Linked DNA regions of Mus musculus: all the other regions are linked to region 1. The links are chromatin contacts, called in public HiChIP or PLAC-seq and promoter capture Hi-C maps. All regions are on one chromosome and are shown on one strand. Each heading gives the region's core, a stretch centred on a gene start, on an enhancer-like site or on the middle of the called end of the contact. The rest is flanking DNA. Distances are from core to core; before and after follow the strand shown. Region 1 holds the start of Prmt2 (protein arginine N-methyltransferase 2). Region 2 holds the start of Col6a2 (collagen, type VI, alpha 2). Region 3 holds the start of Gstt1 (glutathione S-transferase, theta 1). Region 4 holds the start of Col6a1 (collagen, type VI, alpha 1).

What was found. Promoter capture Hi-C pulls out the DNA fragments that hold promoters and counts their contacts. HiChIP or PLAC-seq counts read pairs in DNA pulled down with a chosen protein or histone mark.
Region 2: a contact with region 1 is called in an H3K4me3 HiChIP or PLAC-seq map of embryonic stem cells, with 14 read pairs. The contact joins the promoter of Col6a2 here to the promoter of Prmt2 in region 1. A contact is called at or near these places in 4 of 39 promoter capture datasets (embryonic stem cells, liver and stem cell-derived epiblast-like cells) and 2 of 115 datasets of contacts at active chromatin or transcription factors (both in embryonic stem cells).
Region 3: a contact with region 1 is called in a promoter capture Hi-C map of embryonic stem cells, with 5 times the contacts expected there. The contact joins the promoter of Gstt1 here to the promoter of Prmt2 in region 1. A contact is called at or near these places in 2 of 39 promoter capture datasets (both in embryonic stem cells).
Region 4: a contact with region 1 is called in an H3K4me3 HiChIP or PLAC-seq map of embryonic stem cells, with 4 times the contacts expected there. The contact joins the promoter of Col6a1 here to the promoter of Prmt2 in region 1. A contact is called at or near these places in 7 of 39 promoter capture datasets (the C10 cell line, HPC-7-derived erythroid cells, embryonic stem cells and 3 more), 1 of 15 datasets of contacts at CTCF or cohesin (embryonic stem cells), 1 of 484 Hi-C or Micro-C datasets (uterus), 7 of 115 datasets of contacts at active chromatin or transcription factors (embryonic stem cells and stem cell-derived neural progenitor cells) and 1 of 9 other capture datasets (embryonic stem cells).

Annotation. Positions count from the first base shown.
Region 1 is chr10:76,236,580-76,239,279 of GRCm38.p6, forward strand. It overlaps Prmt2 (protein arginine N-methyltransferase 2), which reads right to left and starts at 1,286. Exons shown (of 11, transcript NM_133182.3): 1 at 1,171-1,286; 2 at 133-242. The coding sequence starts at 186.
Region 2 is chr10:76,622,096-76,624,795 of GRCm38.p6, forward strand. Col6a2 (collagen, type VI, alpha 2) reads right to left here and starts at 1,309. Exons shown (of 28, transcript NM_146007.2): 1 at 1,156-1,309.
Region 3 is chr10:75,797,267-75,799,966 of GRCm38.p6, forward strand. Gstt1 (glutathione S-transferase, theta 1) reads right to left here and starts at 1,318. Exons shown (of 5, transcript NM_008185.3): 1 at 1,119-1,318. The coding sequence starts at 1,230.
Region 4 is chr10:76,724,627-76,727,326 of GRCm38.p6, forward strand. Col6a1 (collagen, type VI, alpha 1) reads right to left here and starts at 1,418. Exons shown (of 35, transcript NM_009933.4): 1 at 1,194-1,418; 2 at 313-442. The coding sequence starts at 1,287.

The sequences.
Region 1 (2,700 bases), core at 36-2,535:
CCCCTGCCTCAACGTTCTCTAAATTCAAGCATCCTCCTGTGAGCCAGGACCTTGAGAGACAAGGAGAGTGACATCACCCCTGTAAGCTGGTACTGTTCCTCTGTATGATCATTACACGTGGCTCTTACGTACCAGAACCGGGATGACCTGTGACTCGCTGCAGGGACCTTCTCCTGGTGCCTCCATAGTTCAATATGATCATGTCTCATAACTGGGGCTTTACTTCAGTTTCTCTCCCATGCCTACTTGAAAGAAGAGAGAGAAGCACAAAGTGTTACACTGCCTGGTCAGTAATCTCATTTCACGGCTACAGTTTACTGTATGTGTTAAGAATGGAACAGGATTGGCGTTTTATCATCACAATTCATTAGAGGGCTTTTTAAATTAAAAAATCCAAATGCTGTGTGCTTCCTTTAATATGCTAGATTTATTCCTCTGAAGTCTCCTTTTTTAAGAGATATTTATGAAGCCTCTTTTTACTTAGAATAAATCAGTATCATTTTTTTTAGGAACACTTAATAGCTTAAACTCAAATTAAAACACCTTGCCCAGTACTTGACCTAACCCACAGGCAGAACTGAAATCCCCATGCCCGACACCCTCCTGTTCTTTAATTCTATTTTTTTACCCCCAGGGGCAATGTAACCCTAACTGGCTCTGAGATTACATCGATTCTTTGTTTAAACGCCTGTTGTGCGTCCAGATCTGGACTTCATACTTACTTCGTAATAATTAGAATCACAAATTATTTACAATTATATTTTCAGTGAAAAGCCTGGGAGGGTGCCCGGAGGAAGAAAGACAATGAATTGGAGGGTTCTCCAGGCCAAGCAGATGAGGCCATAGAGGCCAAGAATATAGAGGCATGGGGGATGTGGCTCGGGATACAGAAGGCAGGTGGGCGTGGTCCTGGAAGGGCGTGGCTCTAAGAGCCAGCGGAGGTGCGCAGGGGGAATTGAGAGGTGCAGCGAAAGGAGAGCGAAGAGGGCGGACGGTGCTGAGAAAAGGGGAGGGGGTAGCTGGAATAGAACCTTCGAGAGGGCACTCTAAAGCCTCCAGAGGGGGCGGAGGCCTCAGTGCGCTGGAGACATGCACAGGGAAGACCTTTTGCCTAGCTTGCCCTGCCTCACTTGCGATCCAGATGTCTAAGCTGTCCATTAAGAAACCTACCTCAGCCGCGTTTCTCCGCTGAATTCTAGGCTATACCAGAAAGGAACAGACGATGCCCACCCGAAGCCTGAGCCGCCGCCCTGGACCTGCGCAAGCGCGGAGCACTCCAGCTGGCCGAAGAGCACGCCCCGCCCAGGCCTGGGTGTCCTGCGCAAGCGCAGTGTGTATAAACTCGGTGCTGGTAGCTGTAGATAGTCTTGAGACAGGGGTTTTCTCTAAGAGCTTGTCACTCAGCGCAAGCGCATTTTCTGTCCCTGCTTCCGGCCGGTCGCATTGGGCCTTAAGGCTGCAAGACGCAGGTGAGAAAGTGTAAGGATCGACTTACCGGGAGATCTGTGGGAAGACTGGACTCCGGGTTGGAGGCCACAGGTGGTGTAGACCGCGCCCCCAGCGGATTCGAACCGAGGCAACAATTGGCAGGCTGAAGCAGGAGTGCGTACTAGCGCTGTCCTGAGTGTACCTGGGACTGCCGGTGTGTTTGATGCCCTTCTCCGAATGCTTAATAACCTAGTTTTGATCTGAATCAGCTTCTGCAGAATGGGACCCCCCTACAGTATCTTGGACTAAGTTTTGATCGTGGAACCAACATAGCTACTGAGACACGAAACACACCAGAGACCCCAAGTCCTGAAGATCCTGTGCTGAAGGGGTTGGGGGCGGAGGAGCAATGACACTGACATCAGGTGACCCTAAGCAAGGTTTCTTAAGCTTTCTCCACTAGCAATCCCATCCTACTCAGAAAGTTTTTCAGCGACTCTAGGTATCTAAAATAGGCATACGAATCAAACATTTACTGATAAGTGAATCAGAAAAGAATTTATTGTAAAACTCGGCATACACACAATTTTACCACTGACTAGAGACAAAAGCAGATTTGCATACTAATTAGGTGGATGCGTTTGTCCAATATAATCTAGACACTCTAATACATGCTGAGGAATGATAGGGAAATATTAAAATTCTTTGTTTTCTATAATTAAACCATCATGCTTCGGTTCGTGCAGTAGAAACACCACAGCTCATAACATAATCAATCATTCCAAACCTGCTGTGAGGCATCTCAGGGCTTGCAAGGCTTGTGCAAACCACACCTGTTGTGCCTTCAGTCCATCGGTTCAGTGGAGTCGCACAATGAACTGCAGCCAAGGGATGGGTCTGTCTGTGTGAGGACCTGGTCCTTTTTTTAAATCTGCCCAGTTTTCCATTTCCACCAGATGAAGAGGGCTGAAGCTCTGAGCCAGGATGCCACAGGTTGAAAAGAGTTTCCCACAATCTTCCAAGGCAGAAAAAACTGTCCTCAGAGCCCCCAGTGTGGCAGGCCTGAGACCTATTCTTGAAAGCCTGCTGGTGCCACGAAGCTCAGGCTCCAGGCACTAGGATCCACCCTTGCTAACCTAACATAGGAAAGGGTACCTGTGGTGGCTGAATAAAGAATGTGGCTTTGTAAGGGCTGGAGGTGGCTTAGCAGTTAAGAGCAGTTACTGTTTTTGTAGAAGACCCAAGTTTGGTTCCCAGCACCTATGTTAGGTT
Region 2 (2,700 bases), core at 59-2,558, 390 kb after region 1:
ATTTCACTGGGAAACGCACTGTTCCCAAGACTGAAGCACAGCTTTCAGAATGGATGCTCTAAACCCCTATGTTCAACCCCTCCCAATTGGTATCACCTGTTCCCTGGGACCCTAGGTCCAAGCCCAGTCTCTGGCCCCACCTTTTCTCTCTAAGGGATCCCAGACACCTGTGTAACCTCCAGTTTCTGTGAGATGAAGCTGCAAATGCCCTGTTTCTTTTTTTCCTTTGCTATGTGTGTGCTAGCCTCAAGAGCCAGAACTATTTAACTGGGGGAAGGGGAGGAACCCAGCAACTTAATCTGGACCTTAAATGTTCCTTGTTGGTACCTTGTCCCTCTATGGCACTTGGCTCCATGTCCTCAGATGAGTATGGAGATACCCCCAGAATACCCAGGCTTCACGAGGGGGCTGTGTTGCTGTCTATAGGAGAGGTGTCTCTGAGGTTGCCCACTGGAGTCCCCAAGGGACTGGAGTGCCCAAGGGAGTCTCAGGGCTAGGATAGAGCCAAGAGTGACAGACTTTATTATTCCTGGGTCCACCCTCATCTTTATGATTCCTGCCTGGTCTCTCCTTAAGCACAGTGGGAGTACCTCGAGATGGCGAGGTGTCCCCTTGAGAGCACCTGGCTAGCCCACTGCTGGGACCTGAGACTCCCTTCTCTGCCTCCCGCAGAGTACCCTTGAAGTCCATCTGAGGAACTAGTTCAAGTGGCTCTGTTACCTTCCTTCCCCATGAAGACTACCCTTCTTCCTTAGGGCCTACGGAGAGGCTAACAACGGACTGTGTGCAGGTTCAAGTCACAGCGTATTTTCCCATTGAGGCAATTTAGGTTCCTTAACCCTTGGGAGACAACTCAGACCTGCTAGCAATGGCCATGGGTCTGACCAGATGTGAGACACTCTGAGGACTGGGGAAGGAGCAGGGATCTGGTCTGTCAGTGGTGAGCAGAAAGCTGTGGAGTCTAGAATAAGAAGCCTGCACCCCAACCAGGCTCTGTCGAACAGAGGCCTAGGGGCCACCTGGAGACTAGAACCTGGGGCAGGACCTTCGGTTTGGGTAGAACTGTGCTCACCTTAGACCCCTGAGGTGCAGCCCCCGAATCCTGTTCCCCCTTTTCCCGCGTGTCCCAGCTGGACACCATGCGAAGAAGCTTACCTGGCTTGGAGAAGATGCCTGGGTACTTCCCGAGGACAGCCCGGGTCCTGACGGCCCGAGGTGCGGGCGCCGAGTGGGTAGGAGGGAGGGGACCCAGGCGCGGCCCGGGACTGAACGGGAGGGGACCAAGCCAGGGGCCTCCCACTTTAACTCTGTCCCGGGCGGGCGGATGCCTGGAAAACTCGACCGCTGGGGGGCGCTGCGGCCCCGCGGATGGGCGGGGTCAGCGGGTGGGGCTGCTGGACGGACTAAGATGAAGCTGGGGAATGAGCTGGGGGAGGGGAGGAAAGGAAGGCGAGGGGAGGGAGTGGCCAGGACACGCAGCAGGGTTGGAGCTGGACCATCTCTGTGCTGTAGTGCCTGGTGACTTTTTTATTTTTCCTTGCAAGCCTCTGGACTCCTAGGTCTCCCAGACCTTTGCTCAAGCTCCCTCCTCCTCTACGTAAAGGAAGGAGCCCCCCCCCCCCCCCCCCGTAGAAGCTATTCTTATCCTGTTGGGCCAGGGCTCCCTCCCCCGCTCCCCCCACCCCCAGTATTCTGACTGAAGTTGGGCGGGATGTGGGGTTGAACTTCAAAGTGCAGTGAAGGGATGCAAAGAACGTATGTCTTTGGGGTTCAGCGGGCCCTGAATTGGTATTGAGGCTCCTGGAAGTTGATAGGGCCCTGAAGAGGCAAGAGGACCAGGCATAGATGTAGGAGCCCTGGCATTGGTATATAACCCTTTCCTCCAAGAATCCCAGAGGTCGGCTTTGAGTGGGGTCTGCTCACATCGCTGGCAGGGTGCATAAGCTATGGCTAGGGCCTTAACTTTCTAGCCTGGAGTAGGACTGGCTCTGAGAAGTACAGGCAGGGATAGGGAAGGGGCTCAATTCGGGGCAGTTCTCAAGGGTGCAGGGTAGTGGGGGTGATGAGGCTTGTTTCTCATACAGCTGAGTAAATCTCTGATCTAGCCCCTGACTTCCAGTCCCACTCTGTGTTCTCCCCCTACCCCCTCCTGTCCAGGGAGGAACTACTTTTGGTAAGCCCATATTGCTGGAGGTCCTTGTCTTTAGGACCTTCCTGCCTCTGCCCATTGAAGCTTTGTCATCTCTTTCTTCTGATGTCTCACACCTGAGAAGTTGGCTCAAGGCACCTTCCACAGTGTCTTGGATCCTTGTGCCTAAGTAGTAATGGAGGACCAGTGTTTCTTCTAAGGAATAGGAAAATGCCATTAAGGTGACCTCTTGGGAGCTGAAAGCTGTCCCTACAGGTCCCAGCCTGAGAGATATCAGCCTGTACCACTTACCACTTGCAGTCCCTAGGACCTGGAGCCCTGACCTGACTATTAGCAATGCAGCATCAGTACCAGCCTTTCATGGGCAGTGCCAGCTATTGCTGTGTGCCGTGCTCTGTGCTGGAGGTCTTTTGAGAGGGTAGGGAGGGACTAGAGCCAGAGGTGTAAGTATGCATGAGTGTCTTATGTATGGTATTTGCATCTCTCTCTCTCTCCCTCCCCCTCTCTTTGTCTCTCTATCTCTCTCTGTTTCTCCCTCTGTTTCTCCTTCT
Region 3 (2,700 bases), core at 68-2,567, 440 kb before region 1:
GCTCCTGTGAGAGAAGAGGGGGTGGCCCCTTGCCCTTGATACAAAATAGGTATCATACGCTTGACAGGTCCTTGTGGGACTTGCCCGCTAGCAGCCCTTTCTGGTCTGGATTGGTTTTCTTCCTGTTGATGCACTCCAGGTAAGTTTCTAAGTTTGCCTCCTTGCGCTCAGCCCCACAGTCCTCAGTGGCTCCCATTGCCCCGGATCAAGTGGGGGATTCTCACTCTCCCTTCGTTTCCTAGTGGAACCTGTCTCCCTCGACAGGCTTATTTTTAACAGCCTACTTGAACATCTTTTTATCAGTTCCCCCCCCCCCCCGTCCTCACCCCACCCCCACCGGGCCACCCCCTCCCCCACCGGCCTACACCATACTCTGCAAGGGCAGAACCTGTGGGGGGTTAAGTACACTGTACCTAGAGGTGACAGTGAAGAGAGACGTGAGGTTTCAGACAGAGCGGGACAAGCAGTGAGACAGTATGGAGACGGCCACAGCCCATTATGCAACACTTTCATTTTGCTACAACCCTGTCTTGCCAGAGCGCAGGGCTCTCTCAGCGGCCAGCAGGGAGGAGGCTCCAAGTTCCTGGCATACCCCCATGCAGCAGCCTCTCTCTCTTCGCAGCACAAAGAGAGGCAGAGAGAAAGGGAAAACAGAAAGTCAAGAAAAGGAACGACAAAAAGGAATTCCAATAGACCAGGTTGGCGGAGAGAGCCTGTTGCAAAGGCAAGGTACTTGCAGGGATGGCTCTGTGTAGTACTGCCCATCTCAGCACTGGGGGAAACGATCCGAGGAGTGACTGCCCAGATCTCCACATTTGTTCTCCTAGCTATGCCCTACACCCACTACTCTTCTGGAGGTCCCTGTAGCTAGGTCCAAACTGCTTGCCCGTTTCTGTTGCTAGGTCTGCACACTATTCAGTTTCAGCAGGTCCTGGCCGGCGTCTATTCCACAAACAGCAGAGTTGGCGGGAGTCCTGAACCCTGGTTCTCTCTGGTGTCTTTCTATTGTGGTCTCTAAACCAGAAAAAGCCTGGGAAGGGGAGAGTACAGAGAGAGATCCCCTAAGTCCGTCTTGCCTCCCCTGTTTCTCAGATCCCCAAAGCCGTAGCCCTGCCCACCCTTGCGCAGCTCCACCGTGTGCATCTGGAACGGGATATTGTTCTTCTTGGCGAAGATATAAATGGCGCGACAGGGCTGCGACAGCAGATCCAGGTACAGCTCCAGAACCATGGCATAGGCGGCGGGAACCACTTCTGTAACTGGCCAGACTATCAAAAAGTCCAGGCTGGCTAGTAGGGATCCCTATCAAGCCAAGTGTGGCCACGCCCCCACTGGGCGGATACCGCAGCCTGGCCCTTCTTTCTAAAGGGGGAGCTAGCTTGTGTTCCAAGAGCCCTGCAACTGGAATCTAGCACGGAATGAGCCAGAGGACACAACTGGTCTCCTCTGAGTGGGCAGAGGAGGTGTTAGAGGGCCTGGCTGCTAGTCCTCTTGTGGCCGGTTTAGTTGAAAGCAGAATGTCTTCAAAGGTATACCCACCCTATCTAGTGTGTTGTTAGAATTCCCAATCGTCCCCACTTCCCAGATGGGAAAACTAAGGTATTCCTCCGGGACCTACAAGCCAAAGATATGGACCAGCACCACCAGCAAGAAGCAAAGGATGCTGTGGGCCTTTGATGTCACTCGCATCTCAGCTCTGTCATTTGACAAGGTTGGCCTTCCTGTACCTGAGAGCATTAGCTTCTCCATCCTCTGACATTTTAGCTCCCTTTGGACTGTGATAGAGAAGTACCTTAGATGTAATTTTTGAACAGAAATGTACCATTAGTCCCAGGCCAAGGTTCCCGCAGTTTCCATATCTGATGAAGGTTATAAGGTTGTAAGGTGGGAAGTTCCTTGCTGTTTATACACATAGTGAAAGAAACGTGTAGATCCCTTTCATGAAAGGTTGAGTCCAGCCGGAAGTGGTGGCCCACGCCTTTAATCCCAGCACTTGGGAGGCAGAGGCAAGCAGATTTCTGAGTTCGAGGCCAGCCTGGTCTACAAAGTGAGCTCCAGAACAGCCAGGGCTACACAGAGAAACCCTGTCTCGAAAAAACAAAAAATAAATAAATAATAAATAAAAAATTGTCCTTATGATTCTGACAACTTTGTCCCTGAGCTTAATATTGAAACTGAGGGCCCCAAGACTGAGTGCCGATTTTTCCAGATATCATATGCCTCTTCATGGAGTCTGCCACGATTCCTGTTGGAGAAGCCTGTTATTAAGGTCCTCCATGTCCCCGGATAGCTCTCCAAGCTTGGTGCAAAATGGAGGACTCCGTTTCTCAGTGGGGTTTCCCTTTCTTTCTATGGCCTTGGTTGGGAGTATCTGAGCACAGATGCCCTACCTTGTTTGGAGGATGACCCTGTGCAGAGCTCTCTGCGAGGGCTATGTGACTCAGCACACAAGTCCCGCTCTGCTTCCTGCCCATATGATAATTAGGTGCTGTGCTCTGACCAATTAGCCCTCTCTACCTATACTCATAAGATCCCTTATGTACCCTACCCCTGAAACAACAGAGTTGTCTGGAGGTTGCTGACTCCTGGAAGTTCTTTTGTCATAATCACAGCTTGATAAATCCGTTTCCTCAGCCCTGATAGGCAGTCTATTTTGGTTGAATGAGGCTTGCTCTGGTGACCCAGTAGAAAACTCTACAA
Region 4 (2,700 bases), core at 168-2,667, 490 kb after region 1:
CTGGCAGACTCCTCAGACCCTGTCTGTGTGTTTGGAGTATGGAGACCTCACAACTCTATACTCAGAACGGTCTTCTCAGCCCTATTGACAAGGTGACTTCCCTCTCTCCCCGCTGTCCCTTCTCCCACCCACTCATCCTCTCTCCTGTCCCTCTGAGCTGCAGAGACATGGGATGGAGCTCTGGACAGCTTCTGGAATGTGGAGTTAAGGCTCAGCTCTACCTGCAGGTCCAGTCCCCCACCCCCACCCCCACCCCTACCCCCACCCCAGGACCACAGAGCTACAGGACAGGCCAAGGCAAGCTCATTCTACCTGTCTCTCAGGTTGTCAATGAAGCGCTTAGTGAAGGACTTCACCTTGTCCACCAAGGCCCCATAAGGTTTCAGCCTCAAGGCCACACTCTCCGAGGTGTCGAGCACGAAGAATAGATCCACAGGGCAGTCTGAGCCAGAGAAGATCCCATGAGCCATGCTCTGAGCCCCACTGGGGGCACAAGGCCCCATTCACATATCCCCATTCTGGCCAGGGGCTTCCTGGCCAGACACCATCCATTCTCACCAGCAGAGCTCCGAGCAGGTGATCAGTGCAGCCCCAGCCCCTCACCTGCCTGGTGGGTAACACCCAGCAGGGTCTGAGTGAGAGCCAAGTCTCAGGGTGTCCTGTCCTTGGACAGAGCCTTGCTCAGTTACAGTGGCCTTGGCCAGTTACAGAGTGCAGGGGCTGCCTGGGAGAACTGGACTATTTCTCCTTATGGTCTCAACCCAAAGCCACCAGATCTATGACCTCCCCCTGAGTTGTGAAGAGGCAGGTTACCTATGCTGGCTATCAAGCAAAGAGAGATTATCAGTCATTCGCTCAGGACAGAAATGGACCAGGCTCCCCTTGCTGCTCAGTCCCTCTGGAGTTTACCAACCTGTCATCTCCCTAGCATGGCAAGATTCGGGGTGACAGGACTCCAGGGCCTTTTGGCTGGGAGCCGGGTATTATATAGCTGCTTCAAGACAGGAACCAAATAGAATGCAGGCTTGGACAAGGGGAAAGTCCCCTTCTTAGTGGCTCTCCACAAGATTAAGACAAAGGGTGGGGGGGAGGTGGGACACCGGACAGTACCTTGTGGGGTATTGAGCCCCATCAACTTTCAGGCCTTCAGGCAGCTAAACACAGCACACAGGGAGCACAGCCAGTTTACTCACCTTGGAAGGCAATCGCTTTGGAGCCCTGGATGTCCTGTGTGGCCACCCAGCAGGCTTGTAGCAGCAGGGGCAGCAGAGCGTGGGCCAGCCTCATGTTTCTGGCTGGCCTGCGAGTCACCGTCAAATGTGGGCCAGGGTCAGGGTGGGCGCTGGGAAAGGCAGAGTGAGAGGTTGTCTCTGCTTGCTGCAGTCAGAGCCCAGAGCTGAGGAGAGAGCCAGGGAGGGTGGAGGGAGGGAGGGAGGGAGGTGCAAAGAGGGGAGGGATCAGGAGAGGAGGGGGAGAGGAAGGGGAGGGCCTCAAAGCTGAGTGAGTCACAGCATCAGCATCGGGTCTCTGGAACCTTGAAGAGAAAAAGGCCCTCTCCTCTCGGGTACTAGGCACCAGGACACTCCTGGGCTGTGGACTTCCTGTTGCTACGGTGTGTGGGATGTTTACCCACTCAGAGTCAACTGTCCAGTGTAACATAGAAGAAAATATATGGTGAACAAACTCTGTGATTCCCAAAAGAAGTTCCAGGAAATATTTCTGGTTGTTTCATTCCAAATACCGCCTTTGGGACTATGCAGCCCAGCTTTCTGGTGTGAGCCACAAACGTGGCTTTCTCCAGTGCTGGTGATTTCTGCGTAGCCGTCACTTTGGCTTAGTTAAATACTTAACTTGCAAAAGATATTTGATCTTTCGATCTTTATTATGGAAATCCAAGTTGTCAACACTAACCACATGGATGTATTTGTATAAGAGTCTCTTTTTATTTCTGTTTCTCTCTGTGTGTCTCTGTGTGTGTGTTGATAACATCTGGGCTCCAGATAAAGCCAGAACCATCCTTACCCAGAGCAAATTCCAGAAGAGTGGTATAGTCATTATAATACAAAAACTTGGTTACAAATTTCAGCATCATTAATAATAAAAGTCTGTAAAGAAAAGTGACAGTGACTCCTAGGACTCAGTGAGACTGTGTCCTTTGTCCTCCTCATGCCAGCCCTACAGTATATGTCACCATGGTGGACACATGTTCTTCCTGGCAGTAATCTCATGCCCACCCACCGCCCCAACCTGAGCATCAGGCCATTGGCTTTGGGCTGTGGCTTCATGCTGTACATGTGGCTTTTTTTCTTGGCCTTTGGAGCCTCCACAAGCTGAGCTATTTCCTTTATAGGGTGGTTGCACAATAAAGACAGCTTAAGCCCTTCAGGGCAGGGCCTGGTGTGTCCCTGGGTATTGATGGATACCCTGACGGACACAGGAATAGACACACTGGCAGCCATGATTCCCATGCTGGGCTTTCTAGGATGTGCTCTTCTGAGCCAAAGAGCAGGGGCCTGTCATGTAGCAGATGCATGGTATCACACAGCGACAGTCATAGAGGTCTCCCGGTTGGGTTCAGAGCCATGCCCTGTCAGCAGGCCTGGCGGATCTTGAGGTGATGAATAAAGGGTGGTCAGGAAAATACACAGCACCAGCACTCCAGTCTGCTAACCCCAGCAGGCTACATAGCATTGGCTGACT